Linked DNA regions of Zea mays: region 1 is linked to region 2. The links are chromatin contacts, called in public Hi-C maps. All regions are on one chromosome and are shown on one strand. The core of a region is the stretch at or near the end of the contact, and the rest is flanking DNA. Distances in the headings are between cores, read along the strand shown. Region 1 holds the start of LOC118472062. Region 2 holds the start of LOC100277564.

Region 1 (6,155 bases), core at 834-3,333, 260 kb before region 2:
CGTTCATTTTTGTGCCTTATTTCAATCTGTCGTTTGCTCTGTTGAAATATGGAAGTGCTGGCATTAGATTTTTCTCTTATGGATGTCGTTTACTCCCCCCCCCTCCCCCTGCAGTGCGATCTTGATTCTATTGGAGACTATACCAGATGGCTAAGCAATAAATGATTCAACTGACATGATTACTGGGTCGTTCTTAAGAAAAAAATGTGGAATCGTAGGCGCGCCAAAGGAACAAAACTATTGCTCTGAAGGTTGCAAAAATTGTATGTTTGTAGCACCATCTCTTTTAGTTGGCAATTCATGTGTTTTTATATTTCGAAAAGGATTGGGTGGTGAATGTCAGCTTAGATATTTCCTTCAGGTAATGTGTACATAGATTCAAAGTATGTAACTTCAGCGGAAACTAGCCTTTAATTTCAAATACCATGAATTTTTTGTTCGTCTTCTGAACAGATCATTTTGTTGAGATACATGTGAAGAGAATTGAATGGGCCACATCCTTGTGCAACTGGAGCTTACCATGTGACATTTGCTTTTGTCCAAAGTCATCTGCAACACCATTTTTAACTCTACATAGATTTTTTTGTAGTTTTGTTTTGTGTAGCATAGCATTGATAAATGTTGCTAAATAAACGAGTTAATGGTTTCTCCACGTTGTTGATATTTGTTCGAATGAAACTAATGCTGAAGTATAATTTATGGTCAGGAATTCAATGGATGCATTGTGATGACGATAACTGTATTTTCTGCCATGTTGGGCTTTGTTTATTATGACTCACCGTTACTCATTACATCCATTTGATTGATCGATCTTTTTATTTATCATGAAATGAAGCACATAAGAAATCAGGTTGATTGTAGAAACAAATATTGTTCAGATTTTCATGCATAAAGCACACACGAAGCACAGCTCGTCAATGGAAAGTGGAGGCTTGTCACCCTAGTTTTCCCTTTGTTACAGATCAATATGTGTTGCAACTCTCTTGTTCTGGTGGGCATATGATTTAGTGCTGATGTTCAAATTGCTGGTGTTGCTAGTTCCTGGCATTACTCTAGCAAATGAACCATTTGAGGGCCTCTTTGCTATCATCTTGTTGCACGGCCTTGATACAATGATTGTCCGTTGGTTCATGTCTAATCCTACTGAATAGCTTTTGCTTGCTCTCATCCTCTTACTGTATGAAACTTTCTTTGCAAGGTCTTGAACACTTGTAGCATCAGATATAGACGTGAATGATTGGGCCTTCCCTTGGTAGTAATTGGACAGCCCTTTCCTGTGGAAATCGTGTTAATTGAACATGAGTTGGAATGCTTTGCATCTGAAGTGAAATTTATAGAAGTAATGTTGACTATCCATCTTTTATAATCATGACATTGTGTTATATATCCACTCAGTATTTTTTCCTTTCAGCAAATATACATATGAAGTTGAACTCTGCTGCATGCTTATCATAGATCTTGTGCAAAAGGGAACCTCTACTAGTTATCACAGAGCAGTATCAAGTTTTGTTGAGCTGAAAGTGAATTTGCAAGCTTTTTATAACAAATAACAGATCATTCCATTGTATGGTAGGGACAGAAGCTTGCTGGTTTAATAGAAGATAATAGTGCAAAGAAATCGCAAAACTTATTGAAGCATTTGTAATTTTGAGGCTATATCTTTTTCTACCTTCATCATGAATGTAAAAGTTACAAAACTACATTGTGAAGCCACATTGTGATTTATTTGTAGAAATTGGACAGCTTTTATGACTTTTCTTCAAGGTAAATGATTATAAACATGCACCTGATTGGAAGCTCATCTAGCAGCGAGGATAACTCATACAGGGGACCCTCGGCGTCCAGATGCAACGTGCTCGAAGATGCTGAGGATGGCTCAGAGCGATGGCCAGGTGGGGAAGAAGTTGCATCATCAGACACGTTGGAAGCTGATGAGCACAAGGACCCACTGGACGCGCCCGAGAAGGAATTGTAAGACTCGGAGCTTTCGTCACCTGGTTTATTGCAAATCTCCTTGTGACACGAGGGTACTCCATGAGGTGCTAAGTTGTAAGGCTCTGCCATTCAATGTTTTGACATCAAAGGGACGCAGCTTATGTGGATATATATAGGAGAAAAAGGGAGAGCTATCCAAGTGGTTGGATAAGCGTCTTGTTTAGTCGGAGAAATTTTGTGAACTCACGGCCGGAGAGCGAGTGATAGTTGCCCTTACTCCATGTGATCTTGATAGATTAGTACATTAATATTTCTTCATTTCTTGTGCTATTTTATTACTTATGAACTCCGTCTCTTCGTTGTTGACATGAAGCAAGAAATGGACATCTGTCACTTATTTGGATAAATCAATGATAACTTAGCTGATGGGGAGCATGCGGAACAACGCCCTTCGGGCTGAGACAGACAAGCATGTTACCTCCGGCCAAGAAAAAGAGAGTTATCCCAGCGGATTAGGAAGGATAAGGTAGATTATGGCGGCAAGAAGGTGCTTTCTGTTAGCCTGGGGCTCATGCCTAGGGTGTTAATAATGTTAAATAAGAGTGAGATTAGTTTCTTTATTGTGGTGTGGTAGACTTGTGGAGCCAATCGGCTGGATCTCAGTCAGGTCGTCGTCAACACTCCCTTATCATGCACACACATGAATCTTTTTAACTAGGCAACGACTGCTATACAAACAGTCTAAGCGTACAAGCAAATATCTGATTTATTATATCGTGATCCAACCGTAGATCATATTTAACACTTAAACCCTTTCACCACCAGCTCAATAATTTTTATAAAAAACCTCTAACAAATCATGGTTGTATTTATGGTTGGATCGTAATCTAATGGATCAGATAGTTTACTTGCACGTTTGAAAAAAAGACTGCTTGTATAGCAGTCATTGCCTATGCTTGTCGATCATCGAATCAGCTACGTCTACCGACCGTACTGTCGATTTCATTATCTACCATCGTCAAACATAGTGTTTCAGGGTACAACATTTACCGTTTGTCTATAGTAGTTTCAACGTCGTTACATCAACTTTTTTTTACAGACTTTAGCACAACGCTTTATTAAAATAAAAAAATCATATGAGTCCATAATTAAACAAATAAAACAAACAATTTATAAAAACATAAATGAAAATTACATAATTTCCGAAGCTAAGAAAATTACATAATTTATAAAAAGAAAAAAAATACTATAATTTACGGAAACAATTGCCAGTTGCGTACGTGTGTTACGCGTAAAGGGTGATGCATCTGTATGCATAGTGCTTTTGGAGCCAAGCACTGAACGCTACCGTGTAAAGAGTGATTCTCACGTTACGGTTAAGCCACGTAGAATTTCTAAAATATATAACTGCATATGATTTGCCAGGCATAAAGCAGTAGACTTTTTCTGCAGAAAACACTAGCCACAGCAACGCATCTCCAATACTACCTGAATACCTGAATGAAGAGATACCCTCACTGTACTTGCAACGTTACGTGCAAGCTTGCAACGACGGAGGCGCACAGGCATGGACACCTCAGCAACTCGCACAAGGTGAAGGTAGGAAGAGAATGCCTTTTGTCGCCTTGTTCCGGCCTTCCCTGCAGCTCCAGAGCACTGGTTGTCAGAGCCTAACTAGGCCCACCGAGGGGCTACGGTAGCAGCAGTCATAGGCTCTTCAAGGAAGATTAGATAATGATAGTTAGAGATAAGATTAGAAAATTAGTTGAGACTATTTAAGAGATTAGTTAAAATTATTTAGGAAAGTTATCAGTTAGTAATTTGTTGAGAGTTTTAAGAAGATAAGGATCTCTAGCTAGATAGGGGTAGTCAGCCGACCTATTTATGTAATCAATGGATGAGATATAAATCAGTTAAGAATTAGAAGGGAGAAACACTCTTTTTGCTCGGCCGTGGGTACAGGCCTCCGGCCGACGTTCCTGCCCATCGATATCCCTCTCCAATCCGTCACCGATCTAGCGACCATAACAGTGGTATTGCTTATAATTCAGAATTTCGACACTGGTTTTCACTGTGCTTAATGGTCAATGGACCTCTAAAATCGACCTTGGTTGCTCGACCATTCCTCTCATCCATTTTTTGAGAGAACTTCTCAACAGAAAGAACTTTAACTAAATATTCTAAAATATTCCGCTGTTGCAACAGTAAAACCTCAAAAAATCTAGATTATAGGACAACCTACTACAGCCCCTCTGTTATTTTCTATTTGTCGTGTTTTAGTTCAAAACTAAACTAACAAATGACAAATATTCGAGAACGGATGTAGTAGTATATTTGAGACCCTTAAAAGGGTGTTCTATAATTTTTTGACCAAATTTTATAAGATAAGTATTGTTGGAGTAGTTTTTCATGGGTAGAACCATATATTTTAATTTGAGCCAAAGGTTTAAGATATTGTTGGAGTTACTCTAAGGCCCACCAAACATAAATGGCGTAGAATGGATCCATCATTCAGCTAGCATCAGTGTACGTTACATCCATGCTATTCGCATCATATTATTGTATATTTCGGAAACATGTTTATACATCGAGTAAAACTGATTTAGAAATTTTCTAGATATTTCTCTGCTTTTTTCTAGAGCTTGTTTTGAAAACCGTCTTCCAAACCACTTCAAACTGCTTCATATTGGAAGGCTGGACGTCAGGTGGAGAAAGTCGCGGATGAGCCGCTTGGCCTCGGCCAACCTACGTTCAGTTATAGATGTTCAAATGGACGGGCCGTGCTGGCCCGAGCACGGCTAGACCCGACATGGATTAGGACCGTACCGGTCCGGTCCGGATTAGCTAGCGGGCCGTGCTGTGCCGACCCACGGGTCCCAAACGAGGCCCAAACACGACCCGCTAGATTAATAATTGTGCCGGGCCGGTCCACGGCCCGACGGGCCTAACGGGCCCATAACAATATATAACGTTTAAATTATACAAATATCCTAAAAGTATGTATTTTTTAGGGTTTAAATCATATTTATTAGCTCTAAACATTTATTTACACCTACATAACCAACAAAAACACATGTTTCTTGTGTTTTATACTCTATATTCAAGTATAATATATGTATTTATATGAAAAATAGAAAAAAATAAAATCGGGTCGTGCCAGGCCTAGCCCGTCGTGCCACACCTTTGGCCCAGGCATGGCCCGGTTCACTACGTGTCGTGCCGGATTCGTGCCGGACCAAATCCGTGCCGGGTGTCGGGCCGCCCGGCAAGCCCGGTCCGTTTGGATATCTATACGTTCAGTCAGAAGGTGAACCATGGTCTCTAGCTGAAAAGAGAACTCCGAGCTGCATATTTTAGGGGTGTTTGATTTAAGCAATCAATTCATTCAAAACGAGGTGACGTATCATTAGTCTATTTATTAAATTTAGTGGGATAAGTCTATTCCTCATATTAGTACTAACTAATTATATGTTTGGTTTGATGTTAAAGTAGGATTAGGCGGGGTGAAACAGTACCCTCGATTTTTTGGACGACGCCATCACCAAAAATTGCTCCGATATTCGCATCGTCCTCATGTGACTCTCATCCAAACACTATAAAAATATGATCGTTCTTTTCCATTTCTTTTTGTACGCCAACCAAACATATCATAACTATGAGGAATGAGACGATGATACTAATTTTATTCAAAAACTAAAAAAAATAAGAAGTAAGAAAATGATAAATTAGCTCATTTACCAAATCAAACACCCTAATGTACACCAGGCCCTACAAGCCGAACCAACTTGATCATCGCGGCCCACTCGTATCAGATTCGTTTGCTGCCTGACGACATAAATAGTTGATGACTTCTCGGGACAATGATGACGACGACGACAGCCATGCCCATCCCCGTCAATAATCATTCACGTTCACATTGCTGGCGCTGCGTGGTGCACTACTGCTAAGGGTACGTTTGGATCTGACCGTCGTTGGACCTTTTAAATTTTAGATCCGAAGTCTCTAATTAGGTTGTCTAACATTAGCTCTAAACTTTAGCAGTTCTGAGTATTAGCTCTTTAAATTGAGCTGAAGTGTTCTAAAGTTCTTAGAGCTCTAAAGCTCAGAGGGAAATCTAATCTGTTTCTAATTTTGTACTCAAGGACAACAGTCATTCATTACGCGCTCCATGAACAAATTAAAGCAGCCGTCTATGATTACTTTCTTTTCTCCTCTGAATA
Region 2 (5,903 bases), core at 1,070-3,569:
TCCTCAACTCCATTTAAAGGCAATGGTTCTTCTTGTGCAGCCCCTTGCACTTCAACCATGTTGTTTTCTGAAGAAGAGACTTGTGATGCAGCAAGCTGAAATTCCTGCAATCCAAAACATAGCCTCCATCTGATTTTACTGCTTTCTGTATGTTTCTTTTGACTTCATCTCTTTTGCATTCCTCTAGAGACTCTTTTGATACAACAAGCTGATGTTCTCCAACAGCCTGGACATTGTCCCCATATGATGTTAATTCCTCCTCAAAAGAAGTTAGGGAGCCTTGACTTGAAACTGAAGCTTCATGTTGCATGACATTTTGCCTTTCAAATGTACTGCAAGCAGGAGACGCTTCTAGAACAGGAGGCTGAAGCTGTCTGTCATCAAGAACATGATTCTCATCTGCTTTTGGTAGCTTTTCTTCTTCTATTATTTCAGCTTGAGCTCTAGTGCATTCCTGAGAAGAGTCATCAGACACAACAAGATAATGCTGCTCACTAGCTGAGACATCATTCCCATTTGATGCTAGCTGATCCAACAACTCATCATGCCCAGTTTCCTCATCCCGGATCTCATTGTCAGACCTTGCATGGAACACTTGATCATTAGCTAATTGTTGCCGCAAATCATTATGTGAACTGAAGTCATGTAGCATGTTCTCATTACAAATCACATCTTCAACATCAGCAGCCTTGCTAGTCGATTCTTCTAAATCTTCTCCGCCTTGAGCAAGCTGCTTCAGTAAACCTTCATGCATGTGAGTTTCAGATTGCATCTCCTCATCCCAAGCCACTTTTAGACCAACTTCACTGAACATCAGGTGTGTATTGGCTTGATGTGGCATTCCAACCAACATACATGGAACATCAGACACAACACCCTGCTCACAATTGTTGTGCGTCTGGTCACCCTCCCCTTGAGCTAGCCGTTGCAATAGACCATGTGAATCAAAATCAAATAACACTTCTGCATCCCAGACCACCTTCTTAGTAGATATTTCATCGATCATGTCATGTGCGGTAGTTTCTGTCCTTGCCACTATGAGGAACTCCCTCTCTTGTGCCTTCCTTGCTGCCGCGGCCACACGGTCCGCCTGCTTCTGGAGTCGATGTTGACCCACCATCACCGCCTCCAGTCTATCTTCCAGCCGGTCCAACACCTCCATCATCTTCTCCCACTGCTCGTCACTCGTATGCTTGAATGTCGCCATGGCAGAGAACATAGGTTGTGTCAGCGTCGACGACTTCTCCGGTATCCGCCGCCAACACCACCAAGTCGACTGTCTGCCGGAGATCGACGAGCGTCGATGACGCGATGCCGATGCCGAGAGTCGTCGATGGAGACGGGAACCCGTGTCGAAGACCCTGGTCACCGCAGCAAAGACGCCGATGAGGAAGACACGAACCGCTTCCCGAGACGCCGAGGATCGGAAGCTCTGATACCACTTGTCACGGCCCTTGGCCCCAGGTGCGGCGTTGCCGGGCGTGAGCTCGCGAGAAGGACGCCGAGAAGTAACTCTGGTGAGATGCTTTGCTTCGTAACAGAAGTCTATAACATTTCCTTTCTGCTGTTCGAGTACATGGTCCTGGTACTTATATGAATACACACCGGTATTCCGGCCCACAACTAATATGACCCAATCAGCCTGCTCATCAAAATCTTCAGAAGTTCAGACTTCATTTACCTATACTTGCACACTGTCTTCAGAGTTCAGTCAGACGACACATATCACAGAATCTGTATGTTACACGCACCCTCCCCCACGTGTCCCCCCTGCCGCCTGAGGGCCCCGCCTGTCACCCACCGTCCCCAGGGTGGGCAGCCAAAAGCGACGCGTGAAGCGCTCTGCCCTGCCTGCTGCCCTCAGCGCTCGCCTCTCGTCACGCGCCCCCTTCACAGAACCCGATGCGATGGGTAGGGCTGGAAAAAAAGCTCGAGGCTCGCGAGCCGGCTCGGGCTCGATCAGGCTCGACTCGGCTCGCGGGCCTAATTCCACGGCTCGCTACACTAACGAGCCGAGCCGAGCCGGCTCGGTCCAAACTACTGCAGCTATCACTTGTCAGTTGTCAGTTTGTTTATTACTGTCCAGTCATCTAGATCCAGTGACCCGTGTGTTGTTTTGATCACAACTCACAAGGAACTAGAGTGCAGGGACATAATTTTTTATTATATGGAACATATTGTGCTTCAAATTTGAACTAACGACTGTAATTACTGTTGTTAAGTACTTGAGTTTACATGCTCGCGAGCCGAGCTGAGCCGACTCGCGAGCCTATATCGAGCCGAGTCGAGCCTCATTACCAAGCTCGCGAAGTGACCGAGCCGAGCCGAACGTGGCTCGGCTCGCCGATGGGTGCCCCTGCCCCTCGATAGTCGCGCCGCTCTCCTGCCCCGTTCGGCCGTTCCCCATTTGCCTCGTCGCCCACCGCCCCATTAGCGCCGCCCTCCCTTATCCGACCCAACGCCGCCGCCGCCGCCGCATAGACCTCGCCGGCGCCTCTGCGCCGCCCCGTGGCCTCCGGAGGTGCTATTCGCGCGCGATCCGCCGCTGCGTCCGTCGCTCTGGCATCGATTCGGCGGCGCTGGGAGGTGAGATGGATCTCTACCGCTCGAATTGGCGCCGCTTTTGGGTCGTTTGCGGGGGGTTTTGTGGGGAATTTGGTTGTGAAATGGTTTGCCGGCCATGGAGTTTGGGGGGGGGTAGGTTCGGATTTGGGCGTGGGTGGTGGGCTGGTGGCTGTGCCGTATGAGATGTGAAGCTAGTTACAGGCGGCGAGCTGCTTTTGCAAGCTCTGATGCTTCTGCCGCAGAGTTGACAAGGTCCGAATGGGAGTTAGTCTGTCTGTCTTTGCAGCTCTGTTTCTTCTGCACTTGGGTAAAAACGCTGTGAACCCCAAAATTAGGAAGATTCAGTTCAGAGGTGAGGATTAGGGGTGGGTGTCCGGTCTGAAATAGCAGTGGACCTTTGATGCCTCTGTTTGTCTTGGTCTGGTTCCAGTGATAGCTGTATCTTGTGCTAGGTTATGGTTATAGCAGTTCATCATATGAGCTTTTGGAGACCAGCAAGATATGGAAAGTTCCTGGTAATTACTTAAGTATCATTTCACTGAATGAGTAATGCTAGCTAGTTAGTGAAAAGGAACATGTCAGCACCTAACTGCACCAGATATCAGACCGCAACATCAGGATACAATACAATGCAGCGAGATAAACAGTCTACCCAACGAGTATAAATATACTATGAGCAGTATGTTGGGGCCTCAGGGAAAGGGGGTAGGCAGGGAATTGAATTCATTCTAATAATTATAATTTAGGCATAGATTAATTAAGCTAATACTGTATGATTTTGTATGGAATATATTTATACACTACTGTTAGCCATACTACCTATATGTTACATTTCAGCTGTAGAAGCGAGTTGGTTGGAGATCAGAAACAGGCTACCCAACTTGAAGATGGCACTGCGACGGGCTCTAGGATGGTCGGAAGGGGAGGTTATGCGACCAGAGTCAAAGCCCTGCTCCCGGTTAATGCGGCAGACTGCGGGCATCTTCTCCGTCGGTGGTGGTCTGGCTTTCTGGGTGCTCTGCCGCCTTCACTATGGTCAATGTTCCTATCCATCCTGCTAGCTCCCTAAAGTTTTTATTTTTTGTATAACTCCTGCATCTTGTCAGCAGTTCTCTCTCTCTCTCTCTCTCTCTCTCTCTCTCTCTCTCTCTCTCTCTCTCTCAGTGTGGTGAACCGAGAACTCAGACCATTTTGCTGAGACGGTGTCTATCCTGTAGGTCCAAGAATCACTGTTCCAAGGAGTCTCAGATGGGCGTCATGCGGAGCAGTCTCTATGAGCGCGACATCAGCATTGCTTGTGCGGCTCTTTAGCCCAGAGTGTGAGCCTCAAAACATAGCTGCCTTCGACAAACCTGAACTAAAGGCCCAATAGCATAACCGAAAACTGGTGTTAATCTACCAAGACCCATGCAAGTTTTTGTTAATCTGCCAAGATCTATCCAAGTTTCTGTCCTTGTAATGATCCAGGCAGTTCCTGTAAGATACTTTTGCGTGGTACAACCCGCCATTAATTGTTTGTTTGGGATTGCTACAGGTTTCAGTTTCAGCATGGAAGATGTGGTTTATAATATAAATCTAAATAGTTTAAAAATATATTTTTAATTTGAATAATAAATAGAATGACTTATTTGATTTTATGGAGCACCTTTATATGCTTTATAAACATAACGACATCATGTTTTATCTTATCCGGGAGTATGCAGTCAATTGACAGATCGAGGTGTGTTTTATTAGAACAGATGAGCAGCTTGGTGATGTCCTTATAAAGCCATTCTGCAAAGGCGAGATCTAGAAGCTCCGCACCAAGATTGGTCTCTCTAGTAAGTAGAGTAGAGCACATGGTTTATGAGGATTTTTGTTGAATAATTCTTGTGCTTAGGGTCTGTTTGTTTAGGATTATAATCTGTTCAGTTTATATAATCTAGCTTATATTAAATTAAGTGTTCAATAGATTAAGAGTAAACTAGATTATATAATTTAGATAGATTATAATCCTAAACAAACATGTCATTAGTGTTCAATAGATCATGTATATGGGTTGTGTAAAACAAGGTTTTGTATTTTGTATTGTATATGTCACTGATTGTAGAATGAAATTTGAAATAGAAGGTAGAATAGGAAATGAGATAGGAGAGCTGCTGGCTAATTATCTGTTTAGGTGCGTCGTCGAGATGATCGCGTGCATATATGAGCTCAGCTCTGACGTGTACTCGTATGAACGGGAGCACGCCGTACGGCAGGTTCCGTTGGCGTTCGCCGCGAAGAGGAGCATGTCGTGTCGTGCATGTCGGCCTGAGTGGGCATGACCATGCATAAAGAGTCAGAAAACGCTGCCAGTTGCAGCACCGAAAAAACCGTCCCTGTGTTCATCAGTGTGTTCGCGTGAGTTTTGTGGTTGCATTCAGGTCAAGATCGCCGGCGACGTGCATCGGCGTCTCGACGGCGAACCTGACATTGGCGACAGCGGAGTGTTCTGAGGATATTTCATCCAAAGTATATATGAAACAGTTCTAACAAATATGAAATATGGCATACTACTCTGCTCCAGAACTTCAAGATCCCCGCTGCAAACCCCCACCAAACGGATAACATGACCAGAATTGTTCATGCATGTTGACGGGAAAAAAATCGTCGATTTCAGCCATCATGACCACAACAAACAGTACATGTCCTCGGTGTGTAAAAGGCAACAGACAGGATAGGCTGCATAAACATAGAGCTGGTTCGTCTGAACATTTACATACAACCCAAAAGGTCACATCGCTTCCCGGAAAGAGAAACAAAATAAACAAGAGCAGGAAAACCCAAAAGGTCGGTTCGGTTCTTTGATGATCCCTTCCAAGAGAAAGTAGGGAAAAGAAGAGGAAGAAACCACGAAGAAAGATGATACAAGCTCAGAAGACGTTTTCTTCTTCACAGCACACCAACATCACTGCAAGGAAGTGTCTAAGAGGTAAACACTGGACACTCAGTTACCGTCCTCTTCTGGCCAGGAGGTGCTGTTAGCTGCATGACAAACGCGAGGTTATCAGCAATCTGGACGCAGCCAAGGTAATGGAGAGATTTGATCAGTTGTGTGTTAGAGAGAGGTACTGACAGATGAAGAGAGGTCAGATGTCTTCAGAACGCGCAGCCTCTTCACCGAAGAAACAAACATCCTGCAGGTATTGGCTATCACACTAGTGAGTCTGTTTTTGCAGCAAAACCAACCTATAAACTGAATGTCACAATATTCAACTTTAGGTAGCATTGTCTATATTGTTTACTATCCATAATACACAGTTTGATGCATCGTTGCAATGCTGACAGGGAACAACAACACTTACCCCCAGGGGACA

The links. A called contact is a pair of places that touch in the nucleus more often than the background predicts.
Region 1: a contact with region 2 is called in a Hi-C map of ear, with 3 times the contacts expected there. The contact joins the promoter of LOC118472062 here to the promoter of LOC100277564 in region 2. A contact is called at or near these places in 3 of 25 Hi-C or Micro-C datasets (ear, leaf and tassel).

Annotation. Positions count from the first base shown.
Region 1 is chr5:155,139,570-155,145,724 of Zm-B73-REFERENCE-NAM-5.0, reverse strand. It overlaps LOC118472062, which reads right to left and starts at 2,083. Exons shown (of 2, transcript XM_035959151.1): 1 at 1,787-2,083; 2 at 838-1,274. The coding sequence starts at 2,064. The coding sequence ends at 956. LOC103627072 (haloacid dehalogenase-like hydrolase family protein) reads left to right here. Exons shown (of 13, transcript XM_035959150.1): 12 at 115-263; 13 at 1,810-2,336.
Region 2 is chr5:154,883,713-154,889,615 of Zm-B73-REFERENCE-NAM-5.0, reverse strand. It overlaps LOC100277564, which reads left to right and starts at 2,319. Exons shown (of 3, transcript NM_001151088.2): 1 at 2,319-2,586; 2 at 3,403-3,600; 3 at 3,783-4,156. The coding sequence starts at 3,453. The coding sequence ends at 3,937. LOC100283352 (IAA7 - auxin-responsive Aux/IAA family member) reads right to left here. Exons shown (of 6, transcript NM_001156253.2): 4 at 5,892-5,903; 5 at 5,663-5,723; 6 at 5,181-5,571. The coding sequence ends at 5,512.